2 separate regions of the Bombyx mori genome follow, and region 1 is linked to region 2. A link is a contact called in public Hi-C data. All regions are on one chromosome and are shown on one strand. The core of a region is the stretch at or near the end of the contact, and the rest is flanking DNA. Distances in the headings are between cores, read along the strand shown. Region 1 overlaps LOC101742099 (PDZ and LIM domain protein Zasp). Region 2 overlaps DnaJ-19 (translocation protein SEC63 homolog).

What was found. Hi-C and Micro-C count contacts between places; a contact is called where the count stands out from the background.
Region 1: a contact with region 2 is called in a Hi-C map of posterior silk gland, with 2.5 times the contacts expected there. The contact joins two enhancer-like sites. A contact is called at or near these places in 4 of 7 Hi-C or Micro-C datasets (middle silk gland, posterior silk gland, an unstated tissue and 1 more).

Annotation. Positions count from the first base shown.
Region 1 is chr22:10,852,961-10,858,859 of ASM3026992v2, forward strand. LOC101742099 (PDZ and LIM domain protein Zasp) reads left to right here. Exons shown (of 16, transcript XM_062674985.1): 4 at 105-279; 5 at 983-1,113; 6 at 2,670-2,761; 7 at 3,366-3,516; 8 at 5,404-5,592. Among protein-coding and RNA genes, the nearest start is that of LOC134200994, 24 kb to the left of the region's middle. Within about 2 kb of position 3,836, at least 5 of the 8 cell types and tissues checked have open chromatin away from gene starts, as enhancers often do.
Region 2 is chr22:10,808,694-10,814,783 of ASM3026992v2, forward strand. DnaJ-19 (translocation protein SEC63 homolog) reads left to right here. Exons shown (of 12, transcript NM_001281897.1): 9 at 988-1,187; 10 at 2,430-2,595. The region is part of intron 2 of LOC134200994; the gene reads right to left. Among protein-coding and RNA genes, the nearest start is that of DnaJ-19, 8.8 kb to the left of the region's middle. Within about 2 kb of position 2,873, at least 3 of the 8 cell types and tissues checked have open chromatin away from gene starts, as enhancers often do.

The DNA of each region.
Region 1 (5,899 bases), core at 2,586-5,085, 45 kb after region 2:
ATGATAAATCTTGAAGCCGTTTTTCTTTTAACAAAATTAGTTTCGTGACTCTACATTTTGCTAGTACAATGCGTTGATGTGAAATTTATTTTTATCGTTGTCAGCGGGGGAGGTACATGGCGTCCATCAGTGACCCCGACCGGCAGCTTGCCGAGACCCGGCTCTCGTCCTCTGGGAGGTACTCCGACTCCGGTGACGAACACATCCTTGAAGGCGAACCCACAACCGTCGCGCAATTTCGGCTCCGGGCACAACAATGTCGCTAAGCCTTTCGGTTATGTAAGTTCTCGTAATACTTATTACCGCATATGGGATTTATCGAAACTAATAGACAACAAAGTTACTCATTGAAAATAAGGTAATCGTTTCTATGAAATTCAATAAATTTGCTTTGGGACAGATTTATTGTTTTACATCAAATGAACGAAAATCTAATTTTATGGTCCAGAAGTGAAATATTGTTAAAAAAATAACAGCTACCTCAAAGGCGATCTTAAGTAACAATCTTTAACCAGATCTTATGCTCTAAGTACGACTTTATAACAATTAAAGTAAAACTCAAGGAACCAATCATACAGTAAAATGGAACGGACTTATAATTCACACCGAGCCAAACCGATAGAGCTTCCGTACACTATCGCGTCACAAAATGTAATCGAGTCGAACTTTTTTTTTCCTTACTTATGCTTATAGCCTTGAGAGGCTATTTCAGCTTCTCCTTGACGTTTAGGTGAGCTTACGGAGCTCAAATCAGAAGTGTTGCTAACACTGGCCTTAGCGAGAGCAGTGCTTCGCAGAATCTACCACCGGATCGGAAACGCGACCCACTGAGAAGATCCGGCGAGAAACTCAGTGGGCTTGACCGCCCCGAACCTTTTCCGTACTACCTTTTATAGGCAGCGGCAACCTACCCTCAAATAAGTATGTCAAAAAAAAGTTAAAAGTCTAATACCTTAATAATCTATCTTTTCTGTATTGTCAGATGAACGGTAACGACACCGTCAAGAGTGTCGTGAACAAACAATACAACACTCCTGTCAATATATACAGCGACAAGACAATTGCGGAGACCCTGTCGGCCCAAACCGAAGTACTGGCTGGTGGAGTACTCGGGTAAGTTGCGAACAGGTCACAAATTTATGCAACAAACCGATACTTTTATTTTATTTGTATATGTTTCCTTCTTTCTTTCTTCTTTTTCACGACATCATTACTTCATATATGTATGTACTAACTAATACACTGTACATAAAAATAAACAAAACCAGAGTTTTTAAATCACATAAACTATAATTTTATTATCTTACTAAAACCAAAATAACCCTTAAATAAGTTTTATCTGTACCCATGTTTATTCGTTTGTCTGAAATAATTCGACACCTGTCAAAGACTATTACCCTGGCCCAATAGGTCATATTATATTTTTATGTAAGTGTAAAATAAAATAAGTCAGCAATCTACATGGAACTGAAATTAGTATAGGATGGACTTGACAAGTAGACGACTTGTTTAGGCGACGCTTTATTCCGAAATAATGGAAGATTTCTACGTCCTCGTTAATTAGGAAGTAATTCTTTGTCTTTTTGAATACAACAGACATTTCATTTATTAATAAAATGGTCATAATTGTAAAAAAGATTCGTACGCTAACCACGTAGTTTTATAAATTAACAACATTAAGACCGTAATGATACCTAAGATTATTTCATGATTGTATTATTTTTAACATGTGCAGGCATGAATGAATCTCTTCATAGTTATGATATGATTTGAATAGATTAACGTGATTGTATTGTTTAATTTATAAATTATTTTTGATAAATACGAAATAATTAAGATTTTAATGGCGTAACTAATTCAACTAACATGTTTAGTATGTATATGACATGCTTTATGTTTCTTAATTTATTACTACACTAGCCTAGAAGGATGCCTAATGATTTTGTAGTGCATAATGTGATGTATTACATTATATCTATAGTATGTATTACTTTAGCAAGTTCTGTATCCCCAACGGAAAGAAGAAATGATTTATTTAGAAAGATGATGATTACTTAATAAGACCGTTGAGACAACTTCATTCAGAGGTTTTTATAGCATCCATACATTAATACAAAAAAACATAACTAGAGTAGAAAATTACAAATAAATTTGATCTTTGACAAGAGTTCTTGCTCCCTTTCAAATTGTTCATTTTGTTAAAGAAAATGTTACCATTGATGTTCAAATATATTCATTTAGCAATTTTGACATTTTCTGTTTAAATGTATTGTAGTATGTAGTAGTCATATCAAAATACTATAGTAGGTTCATTATCCCAGTTTCAGATTTAGAGACGATTCCCTAGCACTGTAATGTACTATAGCGTATGGCAGGACCTCTTATGAGTCCGCACGGGTAGGTACCATCGCCCCATTTATTTCTACCGTGAAGCAGCAATGCGTTTGGTTTGAAGAGTGGGGTAACCGTTGTAACTATACTTAGACCTTAGAACTATATCTCAAGGTGGGTGGCGCATTTACGTTGTAACCACTTAACACCAGGTGGGCTGTGAGCTCGTCCACCCATCTAAGCCATAAAAAGAAATCAGGTTAACACGAATTAAAAACTACGGTTGACACACGCAACTAGATTTGCTTGTGTTTAATGATAGACATTGATTTTCGCAGAGTTAATTTCAAGAAGAATGAGAAGACGTACGATGCTGAAAAAAGCGCTGTTTTCAAAGTACTTCAGGAGGAGCAAAACGACCCTGAACCAGGTATAATTTCTTTTCGTGTCGTATCAATAACGGAGCGAACGCTTCCCAAACTATTGATTACATCATTTCATATTTATCCTGCCCTTTACATTTCACATATCAACATAATTATGAATATTTGATGGTTTACGTCAATAATAATATTTTTACTAAGTATCTTAGTATCGATAACAATAATTGTGACTGTCACGCCACGACGTGAAGTTGTCGTGCAACGTAGTAACAACTGTAATAAATCGGTAGTTTTAAAACACAGATTTTTTTGGTGCCATAATAATATCAGAAATTATTACAGAACATACAATTAGGAACCTCAATTTAAAATCTTATATACTTATTTAATTATTGATTGGTTGATAAACTTTTATCTGATAACAATTCCATAACGTGTAGTACGGTTTCGTACAATAACTATTTAATAAATTGAATAACGGTGGACAGCGGCTTGGTTCTGCCCTTGTCATTGCTGACGTCCATGAGCGACGATAACCACTCATTATAAGGTGGGCTGTATGCTCGTCTGCCTACAAGGGCAATAAAAAAATAATGATGTATGGAATGTTCATATCGTTCTTTTATCTGTAATTGGCATATAAATACATAGAAGTGTCGACTCCGACCACCGGCTCAGTGCCCCCGGTGAGCGGACTCCGGCACGTGCAGGCGCCCGTCACGCGACCCGACGCGCCCGTCAACAACACGGGCGGCCTGCCTCCCGGACAGAACATTTGCGAGGAGTGCGAACGATTAATTACGTAAGTCGGACGACGAGCGCGGACCGACACGGTGGCAACGTCGCGACCGAGGCACTCCGGCGCGTTCGAGCAAAAACCCGCGTTTCCTCACCCCCCCCCCCTCACGCATTTTTCATCAAATTCATATTGACCGCGACGTTTCTTAGTAAGGCGCGATCGACGACGGCGAGTACATTTGAAATAACAGTATGTTGCGGGCCGGCAGAGCCTTCTCACTTTTATTCGCGGGCGAGCGTGGCGCGCGCTGGGTCGCCCGGCAGCCTGGCGCGCTCGCACCGCTCCCGGTCCCGGACGCCGCGTGTCATGGTGACTCCGGCGCCGGACCGCGCCAGCACGGGCACGCAGACGGCGACGGAGCAACATGCGCCCCCCAAGGTGGTACTGCCGGAAGGTGTGCTGGAAGCGCTGCCGGACGGGCGAGTGGCGTTGGCTCCTCCGCCTGCCCCGCGCCCCGCCACCGGCTCGCTGCCCATCCTCAACGACACGCCATATTGCTCCGATTGTAATCGATACATTGTGTAAGCGGCGTCTCCCGAAATGCCTGCCGTGTTTGCTACCGTGTCGACCTGTTGCACTAGTTGTAATAATTGAGAAGTAGATTAATCAAAGTAATGAGATATTTCCTCACGTTGCGGATCCCCTCTCTGAGTTTTCATTTCTGCTCGGAGAGGACCCTCAATCTATTCAATTCGGTACGAGTATGGCGATGTGAGCTCGGCCTAGCGAGCGTAATTTAATTATTTTTACACATTGATTAAATTCGCGATATTGGTGCTGAATTTTCATTACTCTTCATAATCATCTTCCACTATTTACTTTCACTATTAGTTAATGTGTAGAATACTATAAGAATATCATTTATTTTATCGAACAAAACACTCATTGAGCATGTCACGATTCACCATTTATTATATTTAAAAAGCACATCTGTTACGTTGCTTGATCCATTTTAGCACGATCAGTAAGATAAGCATGTTTGTTGACAGTATCAATAGTGCATCAAATAGATATTCGAATGTTATAAATAGTAGTTTGAATTCCTTACTTACATTGTACAGGGTTGCCAACAATGATATAGTTTATAAGGATATAAACGACGTTTCCTTTTAAGTTTTATTTATTTATTAAAACTTGTTTTGGTTATTATTATTATAGAATTAAAACGTGTGCAATAATTATTCAGCTATCAATATATTTTTCCTTTTAAAATGTATGTGCAACTTAAATTCGTTTATTTTCAAATCAAATCGTTAAATAATATTCAAGCTTGACAGTGAAGACGTGTGTCAAAGTATTCTGATTGGATGATTACTTAGATTAATAACGATGATGATGACAATTAAATAAATGCGCGGGAAAACCGAAATGACGGATTCGGCTCGTAACTTTGTGAGCGTTCTTTCATCGAAGGCTTCAAATGTATAAAGATAGAATCATCAACATCACAGCGCTGCTAGGAATATATTCAATACATGTTATTTATAGAAACCAGACGTCTATGTCTTATTTGGTCACGTCTTCCACGGCCTTCAACTATGCAGTTAGTCCAGTACTACTTATAGTGTAAATAAAATTTAATAATACGTTGTATATATGTTATTGAAACTAGTATATTTTTCTTTAATGCGTTAGAAATAAACAGTTGGCAATCCTTAATGTAAATACAACTGATAATATTATCAAAATGTATACTTATACTATGTACTTAGTCAGGTTTATATTTATATAATATTATAAAAATATATTTTCATCAATCTTCGTCATGCGAAAATGGATTTTTACATTCACAAAAATTATTCGTATACATGGTCGCCATTTACTCGCACTAGTTTTGTATGAATTCAACAGTTATCTTTGAAGTGGGACTTATTGAATGGTTTTACGCAGGGGAGTGTTTGTGCGCATCAAGGACAAGAATCTTCACGTGGAATGCTTCAAGTGTTCGACTTGCGGGAGCTCTTTGAAGAATCAGGGCTATTACAACATAAACGGTAAACTGTACTGCGACATCCACGCCAAGCTGGTCGCACGTCAGAATCCACCAGCGCCGAACTTGGACCCTGTAACCGTGCCACCGTAAGCACTACCCTTATTTTAAATTGTCTAGCTAATCAAAAAGGCTTTAAGATTCAATTTTGAATCTATTTCTAAATACATATTCATCTATCTATGTATCTTTTAAATTAATTACCTACGTGAATATCTAATAACTAATAACTGTATATATAACTGTTAGAGCCCACTGAGTTTCTCGCCGGATCTTCTCAGTGGGTCGCGTTTCCGATCCGGTGGTAGATTCTGCGAAGCACGGCTCTTGCTAGGGTTCGTGTTAGCAACATTGTCAGGTTTGAGCCCCGTGAGCTCACCTACTAGCTCGGTGAAG
Region 2 (6,090 bases), core at 1,623-4,122:
TGTAAAATATCCAGTACATTCGGATTAATGAATTTCTCCAAAAAAAAAACGACCAGTCTCCGCGATGTATGAATGATGTCGTGTAATAAAATGAGGCCTACATCTAAGCAATAAAAAAAATTAAGGTCAGAACGGATCGTCGTTAAATTTGTTAAACACAACAAGCACCCTAAATTGTATTTCGGAATAAAGAAAAGAAATCTCGTTATATATTAAATCAACCAACAATTAGAAGCGAGCCAATAAATTAGTTATGTGTAAAGAAATGTATAAATATATTTGCCATTGCATTTGGTCAATCCAAATAAATAGGATTGTCATTGTGTGTAGAAGATTAAGGTTAAAGGTTAAACTACACATTAAGGTAGAACTATTTCAATATATTGACAAATCGAGCAAGCAAGTTACCATCTGGCAACCAAGAGACGGCAAACGAAGTAGGGGTCGTCAAGTCAGGAGATGGGAAGATGACTTGAAACAGACAGCGCGATCATTCTGGCTGAGAGTAGCAAGGGACAGGATCCATTGGAAGTAATCGGAGGAGGCCTATGCAAAAAGGCACACCTAACTTAGGAACCTCTTGTAACCCTATATTTAGGAATAAAAAGGCTATTATTATTATTATTATTATTTCAATGTATGAGTTCAAACATTGAGCGGTGGTCATGACCTGTGCTGCTATGTAGCCGTATAAGTAATATAGACTGGTGGTAGGACCTCTTGGGAGTCCGCACGGGTAGGTACCGCCACCCCGCCTATTTCCGCCGTGAAGCAGTGATGCGCTTCGGCTCGAAGGATGGGGTAGCCGTTGTAACACTACTGAGACCTTAGAACTTATGTCTCGAGGTGGGTGGCGCATTTGCGTTGTAGATGTCTATGGGCTCCAGTAACCACTTAACATCAGGTGGGCTGTGAGCTCGTCCATCCATATAAGCAATAAAAAAAAAAAAAAAAAAATTATATATATATATATATAAATATTAACAGGCGAGGACTCTGACGTGGGTAGTTCGGACGAGCTGGGGTCGCACAGCTCGTCAGAGGACGAGTCCCGCGACAAGTCGACGGGCGGCGATGAAGATGACGACGACCAGTGGGAGAAGTTCCAGAAGAGACTGCAGAAACGGGAACGACTCGAGGGACGATCGAAGAGCTCGCACCCGGTACACTGTCCGTACTTCCCGCAGGTGACTAATATATTTAATTTAATTTAATTTTAGCGGTAGGCAGCGGCTTGGCTCTGCCCCTGGCATTGCTGAAGTCCATGGGCGACGGTAATCACTCACCATCAGGTGGGCCGTAAGCTCGTCTGCCTACAAGGGCAATAAAAAAAAATTAAAATATTTAAATAAATAATAACAATAAAATTTATTTAAATAATTTAAATTTAATTATGGTCACAGGTACGACCAGATTCCATTTCGTACATACACTTTATACTACGTTTTACTTAGTACGAATAAATAGTACAGTACATTGGCCGAAGTGAAAATGCAAAATAAAATCAAAATCAATCAAGTTTCCCACATTAGTTAATCGCAGAAAAAAATGTTAGTTGCATTAAATAAATATTATATAAATATAGCAGTTCTTTACAGTTACTCAGATTTACTGTGTGCTTAGTGAGATTTTTTTAACGTTCTCGATATCGTAAAAGTTAACTCAAATTTGTATGCAGTTGGAACAGCGCCCCTAGCGGCAAACGTTCCAACTCCATACAAACTTTGAATTCACTTTTACGTTATCGAGAACATTAAAAAACTCACACTAAGCACAATGTAGTACAGTTCTATTAAAATTCGGCTTTTCCCTCTAACTCATCGGTGAGTCACGAATTATTTATCATGTTCGTAAATATGACGTAATGGAACTTAGCTGAAGTGATGACGTAGTGCCACGTGCTTCGACTAGAATTCTCTCACTAAAGGCACAAAAGAGAAAGTTGAAAGTGTTTTAAATTAATACTGTTCACTTGAGACACTTTATAGACTTTGGAAATGAAGGGTTCGCTTTAAGCTAATTTATTTAATACATACTTATTATAATTATAATACTTTAGACATCACGATTCTTCAGTTGTGTGATGAAAATAAATAATTTGATTGCTCTTATCGAAGGTTTAAACGACATTCTTACAACTTTACAGGAGAGCCATTTAAAGTAGGCATGATGACAGTAGTCAAGTATCGCTAAAATATTTAACCGACCTAATGAAACAGGATTCCAGGATTTTGAAAATTTATTTTCATATTAATGACGAGATTTATGATTTATTTGTCAAAATAAATCTACCTTTCCTTTAATGTCTCCCCCCAAAAGTTTAGGCCTTTTATTTATCGATTGAGGCACTACGAAGTCTGCCGGGTCAGTAAGCTAGTAAAAAATAAAAAAAGTTATACAGCTGTGTGTGTGTGCGTGTGTTCTACCAGGAGAAGCAGGAGTACTGGTGGTGCTACATCTGCGACCGCAAGTCGCACACGCTGCTGACGGCGCCCGCGCACGTGACTGCGCTGGTGGACACGCACGAGTTGCAGCTGCGCTTCACGGCGCCGCGCTGGCCCGGCCTCTACACGCTCGCCTGCTGTCTGCGCTCCGGTACGTACGCGACACGACACGACCAGAAGCATCGGTCACCGTCCTGCGAATTAACCCATAGACACAGCCCACTGAGTTTCTCGCCGGTTCTTCTCAGCGGGTCGCGTTTCCGATCCAGTGGTAGATTCTGCGAAGCACTGCTCTTACTAGGGTCAGTGTTAGCAACACTCCCGGTTTGAGCCCCGTGAGCTCACCTACACACGTTAGGGTGAAGCTGAAATAGCCTCTCAAGGCTATCAGCATAGGTAGGGAAAAAAAATCACGACACGCGATACGTCAACTGCGGGCTCTATACAGGGCCGCACCGCCTCTATGTGCGAAGCGTGCGGTACACACAGGCGCCAAGACATTAAGGAAGCTGCCGCCGAAATTATTTATGTTACACAAAAATAAATTCTTTGTAGTGGAATATCGATAACTAAGTTGGTAGGTACAATAAGCGCAACATATGTCTTGTAAATAAAACAAAACATTAAATGCATTTCTTCAAATACAGGTTTCCAAAGATTTCAAAACAATATAAATACAATACAGTCGAAACAATAAGTTAAAATTAACAAATAATAAAAAAAGGATTGTGTGATTTTATGAAACCACGGTAAAAGTGAAACTTTTTTCACATTGTATACATTTAACCCTGACAAACAACGTTTATTACCTGTCCTGGTGAAACTGGAAAGGCCTCCGGGCCACCAGTAATCCTTCAATCATAAAAAAAAAACAACGTTTATATTAAACACTGACAAAAATAAACAAAATAGCGTGGAGCACTGGCTCAAATGAGTAATAGTCTATACACTATACGGTCAGCTGCTGCGAACTATAGGCGCCGCCATATTGGCCTTGGCTGCTCTGACGAGCGCCTTTCACTATATCCCTACTCCGCGGCCGACCGTCACGCGACATGCAACACACAGACGAAAAAGTTTGAGTCTATGTAATAAAAGTTTCACTTTAAAATACATTAGCACATGAAGATTCGTAAAAATAGAGGGAACATCATGGGTTTCGCACACAGGCGTTGCCGAGGGTCGGTGCGGCCCTGGCTACATACACGCGAGCCTGAAATCTCGGCTGTATACGGCCCTTCGTCTTTTATCTGCGGTAACACATTATTTGAGTCTGCATAGTGCGAGTTTCACTTGGTTTGCCGCTAGGGGCGCTGTTCTTGCGATCGAGAAGTTAAAAAACTCGCATTAAGCACATAGTTACAAGTTATGACGTGTTGAGTTCATGGAAGTGCGACATTGTTCCTGATGTCGGGAATATTGAATATTAAAATTTTCGACCTTTTTTTATTATTACCGCGGCTGTCTGACATACAATTAAGACTGTAACTGCGGTAGGTAGCGGCTTGGCTCTGCTTCTGGTATTGCTGAAGTCAATCGGCGACGGTAACCACTCACCATCAGACGGGCCGTATTTCGTCTGCCTACAATAGCAATAAAAATGTCTCAAAATATGTGGTGGCAAGTTGTAAATGTCTATGGGTAACCATTTAAAAGACAGCGAGATCGTTCACCTGTCTATAATATTTAAAAAAATACTTAAAACAGATACAAATTCATTAAAGCATAATCTCAAAGAATCGTGGCTAGTACAGAGATGGTACTGCCTCTTATATGAAATGCTAAATGAGCCAAGTGAGCATAATGGGCCACTCCATGAGCACCTGAGGCAATAGAGACCTCAACATGAGGTTGAACGTTTAAAATTAAACACGACTAAACTCTATTCTCCTGAAGATAAAACTATTAAATTTTATACTAGATAAGTTATCAGTTATTTCTAACTTTAATTAACTTTTTGTCTTTATCTACAAATTTATTGCATACATTTCCTCATCCCATAATTTACGATAAAAACTAAAATAAATTTAATCTAAAATAGATCTTTTTAATTTGTCTTAATAAAGATACGAATAGAAGACATGCTAATATCAAATTGTTTTAAATCTTTCGCAGACACATTTCGAAAATGGTAAAAATTTAAATTAAAATTTAAAAATATCCTGTTCTGATGCGATTAATGTAGATTTAAGTAATATTCGTGGATTATATAAAGTAACACCGGTGAGTAATATGTTACATCACGTGCTTGTGTGATTAACGAAAAAAAAAACCGTAAGCGGAATTTAAATGTTTATTTTAACGAGTGATATAACTCAGGACTTGTTTTCGCGGGTCAATTTGTATGCGACACGGAGCACGCAGATGTTATTCTTTCTCCTGTTCAATTTTAAATAGGAATTTTTTTTAAGAGATTTTATGACCTGGTAACTAAGACCTTTAAGTCATGTCTTATTTTACTTTATATTCTTAATTTTATGAAAAATTATAATATGGAGTGAAATGAAATGAAGATGATTAATTTGAGACATTAATGAACTGGGATGAATTTAATGAAATGAGATGATATGGGATAAAATATAATCGCAGTAAAATGGTGGTCATTTACTGAGATTTTTTCAGTGGACTTTTTGGAGGATCGCGAGAAGTTACGTCCAGCAGCTTTGTTTTATTTTCCCACATTTGTGCACTTTCACAGATATTAAACAGTTAATAAACCACCATTATAACACATTTAAACCTGAAGAAACACTAAATAGACAAAATAAAACAAATCACACAACTTCACTCCTCGCGTTCCCGACAAAAAGTCCTTTAAATAGGGAACCAATTTTTTTTTACTACCGTCTAGTATTTGTACCTAGTAACTGTTGTATCTGTGGTATCTGGTGTGAGGCCCAGGGCCCTGAAACTGCGATACTTTAAGACAATTATTTTTGTATAGAAACTAGCGAAATCTTGCAGCGGATGCCCCCTAAACTTGTATGTTGTTAAAGTTAAGGCACTTCATTATTGTATAACTAAACACAGAAAGTAAAATAAAATAAAAATCATAAAACTATTTATTTGTTATAGACCAAATGATTTTTGTGGTTTCTGAAAATTACAAAATTTTTCATTAAAAATAAAATATAGGATAGTTAATTTGTTACTGCCATCTACAGGAGCAATGAGAAACTAATCGAAGCGAAGCCATCTAGTGGCCGACGCCCGTAAACATTTTTGTTGAGTGCTTGAGTTGCTTATCTATAACTAACTTATGTTTTTTTTTTTATTGCTTAGATGGGTGGACGAGCTCACAGCCCACCTGGTGGTTACTGGAGCCCATAGACATCTACAACGTAAATGCGCCACCCACCTTGAGATATAAGTTCTAAGGTCTCAAGTATAGTTATAACGGCTAGCCTCTTGCTAAGAAGAGCAGTACTTCGCGGAATCTACCATCGGAATCGTGACCTACTGAGAAGATCCGGCGAGAAACATATTAAGTTTACATGAGTCGCCGGAATATGCATAATAAAATATAAAACAACATAACGCGATTTGAAACTTGTAAACGCTAAAAACATATTTATTACTAAACGATCATAAATAGTAGCCACGGCTTTGGACAGAATTTTGTGATGTCTAAGTTTTATCCTGAAAG